Linked DNA regions of Sus scrofa: region 2 is linked to region 1. A link is a contact called in public HiChIP or PLAC-seq data. All regions are on one chromosome and are shown on one strand. The core of a region is the stretch at or near the end of the contact, and the rest is flanking DNA. Distances in the headings are between cores, read along the strand shown. Region 1 holds the start of ZSCAN2 (zinc finger and SCAN domain-containing protein 2). Region 2 has its middle 60 kb from the start of BLM.

Evidence for each region. HiChIP or PLAC-seq counts read pairs in DNA pulled down with a chosen protein or histone mark.
Region 2: an H3K27ac HiChIP or PLAC-seq map of alveolar macrophages shows a contact between it and region 1. The contact joins the enhancer-like site here to the promoter of ZSCAN2 in region 1. A contact is called at or near these places in 1 of 5 promoter capture datasets (fetal liver), 14 of 47 Hi-C or Micro-C datasets (alveolar macrophages, embryonic fibroblasts, heart right ventricle and 7 more) and 1 of 2 datasets of contacts at active chromatin or transcription factors (alveolar macrophages).

The regions. Positions count from the first base shown.
Region 1 is chr7:52,954,808-52,959,341 of Sscrofa11.1, reverse strand. It overlaps ZSCAN2 (zinc finger and SCAN domain-containing protein 2), which reads left to right and starts at 1,335. Exons shown (of 9, transcript XR_002345788.1): 1 at 1,335-1,489; 2 at 3,500-4,013.
Region 2 is chr7:53,281,293-53,286,079 of Sscrofa11.1, reverse strand. No RefSeq gene overlaps it. Among named protein-coding and RNA genes, the nearest start is that of BLM, 60 kb to the left of the region's middle. Within about 2 kb of position 1,614, at least 8 of the 83 cell types and tissues checked have an H3K27ac peak or open chromatin away from gene starts, as enhancers often do. A contact at or near this core is called in alveolar macrophages and embryonic fibroblasts, where this site is marked.

The DNA of each region.
Region 1 (4,534 bases), core at 86-2,585:
ACAGTAAACTGAGAAAAATAATAGCAACTTTTGTGACAAAAAACCATTTTCTTAATATACTAAGAGCGTTTATGAGTATATTCCATTAAAAAAATTGGAAGATAGGAGTTCCCGTCCTGGCGCAGTGGTTAACGAATCCGACTAGGAACAATGAGGTTGTGGGTTCGGTCCCTGCCCTTGCTCAGTGGGTTAACGATCTGGCGTTGCCGTGAGCTGTGGTGTAGGTTGCAGACGCGGCTCGGATCCTGCGTTGCTGTGGCTCTGGCGTAGGCCGGTGGCTACAGCTCCGATTCAACCCCTAGCCTGGGAACCTCCATATGCCGAGGGAGCGGCCCAAAGAAATAGAAAAAAGACAAAAAAAAAAAAAAAAAAAACCCACTAATAATCATGAAACATTTCTCAAACACTCATGAAATGAACATTAAATTTTCATGAACGTGAAATTTAAATGAAAATTAAATGCAGTCACTTGATTGTGGGTGCCCCCAAAAATTGTTCTGTACAAAAACACCAGATTGTTCTATCACAAACCATTACTGTCTTTCTCTTCATTCTTATATTTTCCCCTTGGGTTTCCAGGCAGTTAGTTACTCACCTGTTGTCATATGGTGATGGAGCAGCCATTCTTCAAGAGCGCCAACCGTGGGAACATCACAATAGAGGCTAATCTCCCATTCTCACCTCCCAGTGCTGAGATTAACAATAAGTAACACTGGGATAGGTACTAAAATGGAGACATGGAGCAGGTGTGCCACGGGCGGTGTCTCTGCCTAAGCAGGTTCCACACAAAAGGAGATGAAGAAAGAATCGGAGGTGCGCGGCAGAAGAGGCGAGACAGGGCTTTCCTCCAGACGCAGGAACAAAGGGGTGTGCAACAGCCAGGTGCGAGAGTAGATCTGCAAGTTGGGGGAGGGGCGCCGGCCTCACAAGAAGGGGTTTCTCTGGTGAAGATTCCTTTCCAGCTCAAGCACTGCTTTCGGCCGTCGAGGGGCCTTACAATACTACTTGCCACACAGTTCACAGTTCACAGTTCTCTTCCATCCAACTTTCCTTTTTTGCAGACAACTGGAAGACTTAAAGAAGTGAAATGACCTGTCCCGGGTCACAGCTCTGGTCCACACTAGGTTGCCTGACTTGCAGTCAACCGCTTGTCCCGCCACTGGCCCTCCCGCACAGCGCAGGCTATCAAGCCCAAACTCCGTTCCTTGGCGGGGTCGGGCGTCTGCCAGGTGGACTACATCTCCCACAATGCCTTCGGCCCAGTCTCCCTCCCGCCACCCGGCTGGGCCCGGATCCGCCAGTAGAAAAGGAGAGTTTCCAGGGGCCGTTCTCGGTGGCCAATGAGCGCGGTGGGGGGCAGGCCTCTCCCGTCCATTGTTCTCGGTGCCCCTCGGGCTTGAGCCGCCGCAACTCCGGAGGGGCCGGGCAGTGCCCGGGGGCGCTTTTGCGCGCGGAGGGACTGCAGGAGCAGGATCTGGTCTCTGGAGAGGTGAGCCCGGAGAGACAGGGCTGGAGCCACGCGGCCGAGGAAGTAGCCCGAGGCGAGGGAATAACGGGCCTGGAGCCAGTGCGGGCAGCCCTGCTGGGGGAGGGGCGTTGGGGGCGCTGTCCGCGTCCCGCGCGCCCAGCTGTCCCGGTTTAGGCGCGGGGTCCGCTGAGAGACCGACGAGATGTGGACTCTTCTCCCTATCAGTGAGCTCTTTGAACGTCCAGCCTTGGTCGCAGGGTTTGGAAGGCACATTGGACGCGATCCCGCGCAGCCCCTCATTTTACGGATGGGGAAACTGAGCTTCAGAGGGGGCGTGTCTTGCTCCGGGTCAAGCAGCGAATTAAACTGATTAAAAACGGTTTCCCGGGCTCCCAGATTAAAGAGTGGTGTTATACCTGTGTTTCTTCTCGCCAGTTGGTAAATGCACATTGAGATCTTCGGTGTTTCCACTAGCTTTTCTTTTTCTTTTAAAAAACTTTTTCCTTCCCTATTTTCTTTTCTTGGGGGAGGAGGAGCGTTATCTGAATATTTATGATGTGATGATTTTTAAAAATAACTTTTGCCTTTTAGTCTTTATTTTAAAGAATTTGTAGTTTCACTGCTGTCAACGTTTTGTAGAATTTCTATACATATTTTTTTCCTTGTGTATATATGTTCTTTTCTAAAAGGAATTGGGGTCATACTGTGTCTGGTTTTTCTGCCTTGCCAGGTTTGTTTTTAATCCATTTATTTTATATTATGAGGATTATCTTAAATCATTAATGATTAATAATTCTTGTGGAGCATAATTTTAAAAATATTTTAAAATACATACAGCAGAGTGCACAGATCTTTAATATGTACACGCTTATGCAACCATTGTCAAATCAAGATCTGGAACATTTCTAGCTTCTTTGAAACACCCCTCTCAGTTACCCTCCCAAAGCCCTAAAAGTAGTCATTATTACATCAGCATAGTTTTTTTTTTTTTTTTTTTTTTTTTTTTTTGTCTTTTTGTCGTTGTTGCTATTTCTTGGGCCGCTCCCGTGGCATATGGAGGTTCCCAGGCTAGGGGTTGAATCGGAGCTGTAGCCACCGGCCTATGCCAGAGCCACAGCAACGCTGGATCCGAGCCGCGTCTGCAACCTACACCACAGCTCACTGGCAACGCCGGATCGTTAACCCACTGAGCAAGGGCAGGGATCGAACCCACAACCTCATTGTTCCTAGTCGGATTCGTTAACCACTGCGCCACGACGGGAACTCCAGCATAGTTTTTAATACATTTTACTGTATGCATGTGTCATAATTTATTAACTCTTCTCCTGTTGCTGGATTCTTAAGGTGTCAGGTGTTTTCTTTGGGGTTTGTTTTTAGAAACAATGTTATGGTTGTGCATCCTTCAAACAAATTTCTGTTTGCAAAGATGATTAAAAAAAATAAATTCCTGAAGGGCCAAGGCCGGATCTAAGAGTATGACCATTTTAAAACTTCATGGTTTAAAATATGGTAATAAAAAATAAAATAAAATATGGTAATAAAGCAATTGAGATAATTGCCTTCCTTCCAGTGAGGCTCAAAGTGCCTTGACATTTGAACCATTGCTAATCCTTCAGATGACCCCTTCAGATAAGAAGGCTGGGTGTTATTATCTCAACTTATTAGGTGGTCAGTGAGGTTGTGTGATTGAGTTGTATGTTAGGGCAAGGTCACCCTCTCTGCAGTAAGTCTGAACTGACTTAGGGCAAGATAAGTCAGTCCTGGGTTCGTGGGAGGACTGTGAATTTCTGATGCTCATGCTTTCATCTTTGGGAAAGAAAAATACTGTATTTTTTGTGCTTGTGATTCTTCTTAACTTCCTGTGTTATAGAGGTATTCTCAGGAATAAGCCATTTTTCCTTTTAGAAGGTCAGGAAACTTCTATTGACTTGCGGATGTATGAATCACTTGGTGACCTGTTCTGGGCCGCTATGAGTTAGATTGCTTTAGGACAGATTGCGTATTGATTCTAGTTCTCTTTCTCATTCTTAGCCAGACACCTTATTGAAATTTGAGGAGGGATCTATCTTCTCAGAGAGCTGGGCTGGAGAAGACTGAAGGTCAAGGTTAGAAGCCTGAGTGATTCCCCAGAGAACGTGGATGATGGCCTCAGAGGTACCGAGAGTAACCAATCCTCTGAGCCCCTTAGTCCAGGTGCCTCAAGAGGAAGACGAGCAGGAAGAGGAGGTTGCTACCATGATCCTGGAGGATGACTCCTGGGTGCAGGAAGCTGTGCTGCAGGAGGACGGCCCTGATTCCGAGCCCTTCGCCCAGAGTGCTGGCAAGGGCAGCCCCCACGAGGAGGGGGCCGGAGGGCCTCAGGGTGCCCTTGGCCGTCTTCGAGAGCTCTGTCGGCGCTGGCTGAGGCCAGAAGTCCACACCAAGGAGCAAATGCTGACCATGCTGCCAAAGGAGATTCAGGCCTGGCTGCAAGAGCACCGCCCCGAAAGCAGCGAGGAGGCGGTGGCCCTGGTGGAAGACCTGACCCAGACTCTTCGGGACAGTGGTGAGATGCGGAACCTCATAGGGAGGGAGTGGGAGCGCCCCTCTGAGATGGAGGAGTGTGGTGTTTGCGGAGGAGGAGAAGGTGATACCAGGACTGAGTTTGGGTCAGCCCCACCCCTCTACTCTGTCTGCAGGCAGTCAGCACATTGTCATCCCACAGTGCCCTGGTTATGTGCAGTGACAGTCCCAGGATCTCAGGATAAGAGTGGCTTAAGAGGTCTACTCATGAAGCTGCATTTAGTTAACACACTTTTTACTTCTGTGTTTCTTTAGAATGGTTGGGAAAGTGATGGAGTTTTGTAGGGGCAGGGGCTGAAGACCCCAAAAATCACTCCTTGGCACTTTCACCCTGTTGTACAATAAACATCTAAATATTTACATTCTAGCAGTTAAAAAAAAAAAAGTCCTTTTTTCTTAAAAAAGTGATTATTTTTGGAGTTCCCATAGTGGTGTAGCGAAAACAAATCCAGCTAGGAACCACGAGGTTGCAGGTTCGATCCTTGGTCTCGCTCAGTGGATTAA
Region 2 (4,787 bases), core at 365-2,864, 330 kb before region 1:
CCAGTTCCTTCCTCAGTGCTGACAGAGTCACTTCTGGGTGCTCTCGGCCTCCATTGTGCCCATTTTTCCTTTATTATTATTATTATTATTATTATTGCTTTTTAGAGCCGCACCCACAGCATATGGATGTTCCCAGGGTAAGGGGTCCAATCAGAGCTACAGCCGCTGGCCTACACGATAGCCATAACAACGCCGATCCAAGCTGCTTCTGCAACCTACACCATAGCTCACAGCAACGCCAGATCCTTAACTCATTGAGCAAGGCCAGGGATCGAACCCGAAACTTCATGGTTACTAGTGGAATTCATTTCGGCTGAGCCACAACAGAACTCCTTTATTCTATTTTATTTATTTTGCTCCATTTTTCCTTCACAGAGAGGAGACTTTCTGACTTGCACCTTGTAAATGTCATCGCGCTGGCTCTGCTCCCCGTGTCCCTGGCGCTCCTGCCACGGGTCTGTGAGATATGGATGTGGGACGGGCATCTCTCAGTGCCTCTTCCATCGGGGATAGTGCTGTGATGGCAGGCAAGAGACACTAAGCTGGCCGCAAAAGAAATCCATTGGAAGGATGTGGAGCCCCTCCCAAAGTCAAGGAGGAAGTCGAAGAACCCAGGCTGAAACCTGGGAGGAACCAGGAACCAGGGAGGCCTTGGGGACCAGAAGTGGGAACTGATTGATAAGTCTTGCCCAGCCTCTACGGGGATGGGTCAGCCCCCACCTCTTCTCTGCCTTTTTTTTTTTTTTTTTTTTAATTTTTTGACCATGCTGGTGGCATGTGGAAATTCCTGGGCCAGGGGTCAAACCTGCCCCACTGCAGTGACGACACTGGATCCTTAACCTGCCACACCACAGAAGAACGCCTGCCTTTTATTTATTTATTATTTTGGCTGCGCCCATGGTATGTGGCAGTTCCCAGGTCAGGATTGAACCCATACCACAGCAGTAACAACGCCAGATCCTTCACCCACTGCACCAAGAGGGAGCTCCCTCTTTTCTGGTTTTGCTTCTCTCCATTCAAGGATCGGCATCCCAGGAGAGAGTGCACAGGTGGGCCCAGTGCCCTCCCAGCCAAGGGGCTACAGACCCCTGTGTCTGATTCTCATAGGTAATCCCAGTACTGTTCCCTGAGTATGGAGAGCAGAGGCAGGGCTAACGAAACGAGGTTCTGGATCTCCTCTGCTCTGTTGGGGGAAGATTCTGGATGCTTGTTTCCTGGAAGCCCCCTCCCACAGTTCCCAAGAGCCCCCTTCTCCATTATAGAAACTCCTAAACTCTGAGCCTCAGATCCCCTTGCCGCCGATGGAAACACAAGGTTGCATAACAATTTCAGGGTGTCACTGCTCCCCAGTCTGTATAAGTCCCTGAGGTGAAGAAGTCTCTCCTCTCACCAGCCTCTGTGTGGCTCAGCTGCAGGCCTCACATGCTGTCTTGCTGGGGAACATGCAATTTAACCATTTCACGCCCACGGACACGTGTGTTAACACAAGCAGAGCCCCAAGTCTTGGCTTAATCTTGAATATTTTTTTTTTTTCCCTCAAAGGGCAGAACACGATCTTAGTCACTGTTTTGTAGGGAGGAAAAAGTCCTGTTTGTCCTGATGATTCATTTTGGTGGTTTTTGGACGATGTTGTATTGATTCATGACGGCTCACTCAGCATCTGGTATGTATTAAATGGGACTTTCTCTTGGTGACAGTAAAATGAAAGATCTTAAACCAGGCTGACATTAAAAAGAGGCCTGGTGGGAACGCGAGAGTTTGAGCAATCTTCAGGACTCAAGTCAATTCAATCAGAGGCTGTATGGTCTCAGCAAAGTGAGCAAAACCCGACATGTGGCTTCGGTGCGGCGCTGCCCATGATGTAATGTCTGCTCCTCACGTTCCCGCCCATGAGTCTTTGCAGGTCAGATTGCTTCCCACAACCTGCTGTTTTATCCTGAAGCCATGGTCCCAATAGACACGTGGGGAAATGGGGGCAGGAAGCTGTCGTGGATGCTGCTCCGGGGCCAGATCCTCTCCAGTCTATCCCTGGATGTTTTCCACAGAAGCCCAGAGGCCATCCAGTGGTTCTTAATGGGGGATGATTTTGTCACCCCAAGCAATGTCTGGAGACATTTTTGGTTGTCACAGCTAAGAGGGTGCCACTGGGATCTAGAGCATAGAGGCCAGGGATTCTGCTAAACATCCTACAGGGCTCAGGACAGTCTTCACAGCAAAGAATTTCCCAGCTCCAAATGTTGATAGCACTGAGGTTAAGAATCTGCTTTAATCCAAACTGATCCTAAGTCCCACGTGACTTGACTTCAGGTCATTAACTGACTTAATAAAAAGACCACTAGTATGGTTAAAAATAGATCTTTTGAAAGAGCACATAATTTGTGTTTAAAAAGTGTCTATATCTTACCTAGATCATAGTCTCTAATATCATTCTCCACCGGAAAGAACCAGGGTGCCTGAGAAATGGCTGTTTCAGGGCTGCAACAGATAGCAAAGAAGGTATCAGAGACTATGGGGTCAGACTAAAAGGACACAGGAGCCAACCTGAAGAGGCTCTCTGGGGTCAAACATGGGATGATTTGAGCATCGAAAGGAATAATGCAGGAGTTCCCGTTGTGGCTGGGCAGGTTAAGAACCCGATAAGCATCCATGAGGATTTGGGTTTGTTTACTGGCCTTGTTCAGTGGGCTAAGGATCTAGCGTTTCTATGAGCTGCTGGTGTAGGTCACAGACACAGCTTGGATCTGGTATTGCTGTGGCTGTGGTACATACAGACTGGCAGCTGCAGCTCTGATTTGACCGCTAGCCTGGGAATTTCCATACACTGCAGGTGTGGCCCTAAAAAACAAAAGAGAATAATGCAAATATGCAAAAATTCATATCTGTAATCATGCAGCTGTTAAAGGTTTCCTTGTCTTAAAAAATCATATTTCTTTTGCTTCTTAATACAAAGAAAAATGACAATACCAAGGTTTATCAACAATGGAGCAAAAGAAGTTTGTATCACCTTGGCTAAGCTCCCATATTAAAGCTGCTTTGGAAAGTGAGCCACAGTTTGGGTCCACAGAGGTCACACAGTCATCACCAAACAAACCATAGCCATACACATACCCTGGGATGGTTGCAGCTCTCACGTGGGAAAGAGTGAGAAAAAGAGAATAATGTGTGAACAGATGATTACAGAATAGATGAATAACTCTACGGGAAGGTGCTTCAGCTGGAATCTTCCTCTTATAACTGAAAATCCAACTCAAGGAAGTTTAAAGAATGGAAAGAAGTTATTGACACATACTCAAGGGAGCTAGACAGTGCATGAATTTGAATGATCCACAGGCTGTTCCTGGTCCACCATGAGAGAGAACAACATCGGTAAAGCAAGATTGCAAGATTGTCTATTGGGCTGCACCCTGCAGGCCTGCAAGTCTTGTAATGGCCCAGCTGCGAGACTGCAGAGAGAGCCCAGAGCCAGTGACAGACACATGAGTGGTTATTGGATAGGGGGTCTTACATACCACCGTGTACAGCAGACAGCAAGTAGGACATAGCAACAATCATCCCTGCTCAGCGGAGAGAAAGAGGCTACTAGTTATAGGGGGAAATGACGTCAGGTTGGCTCATCAGTTACCAGGGAAACCAGCAGCTGGGGCAGGGGGCGAGCATGTAGGCAGTTACATGATTAAGCCCTATGATTAAGAATATTGGATAGTCGTGAGTAGGGTCTAGGAGAAGCAGGGACTGGTCAAGCAGGGAATGCAGAGAGCAAGAGAACAGCCATCTTGAGTGGCCTGACCATACATCATCTTTCTACAAACTTCCCTTCCTCCATTGTTTTACTTTATTTCATTTTATTTGGCCATGCCCACAGCATGCAGAAGTTCCCTGGCCAGGGATTGAACCTGCACCTCAGCAGTGACAATGACAGGTCCTTAACCTGATGAGCCACCAGGGAACTCCCCTCCATTGTTGGTAATGATAAAGAATAATCAGAATACCTGCATTTAAGTGGCAATGGAAACACCACTTTTTATAAGAGAAACTTCTAGAAACCACATGATTCATTTTTATTGTATGTTACAAAAGTATTAGTCAATGGGATAATAGAAATATAAAACTGAGAATGAAAAGCAAAACTGCCTAGGAGTTCCCACTGTGGCTCAGCGGGTTAAGAACCCAACTAGTATCCATGAGGATGCAGGTTCATCCCTGGCCTTGGTCAGTGGGTTAAGGATCCAGTGTTGCCACAAGCTGTGGTGTAGGTCGCAGATCTGGCCTTGCTGTGTCTGTGGTGTAGGCTGGCAGTTGCAGCTCCAATTCGACCCCTAGCCTGGGAACTTCCATGTGCTGTGGGTGTGGCCCTAAAAAGACTAAAGAAGAAAGAAAGAAAAATAGAACCTCCTTTATCACCATTTGGGAAACACTGGCCTAGCATGGTGATTCCCAATCCCAGCTGCTCCACAGACTCCCCTGGCAAGTTTTGACAACTAGTTGTAGTGGAGCTCATTCCCAGAGATTTAGATTCAACTGGCCTATGGTGTGGCCCAGGCTAGTTATGTTTAGAAGCTCACCAGGTGGTTCTAGTGTGCAGTCAGAGTTGAGAATCAGTGGTCTGGATTTAGGCTGGCCTCAGATGAGACTTAACCTGTTTGTCAGGAAAGTCATCAAAGACCTGTATTCTCATAGCACTAAGTGCTTATATGAAAAAAGAGGAGGGAGTTCCTGTTGTGGCTCAGCAATAACAAACCCAACTAGGATACATGAGCACATGGGTTCGATCCCTGGCCCCGCTCAGT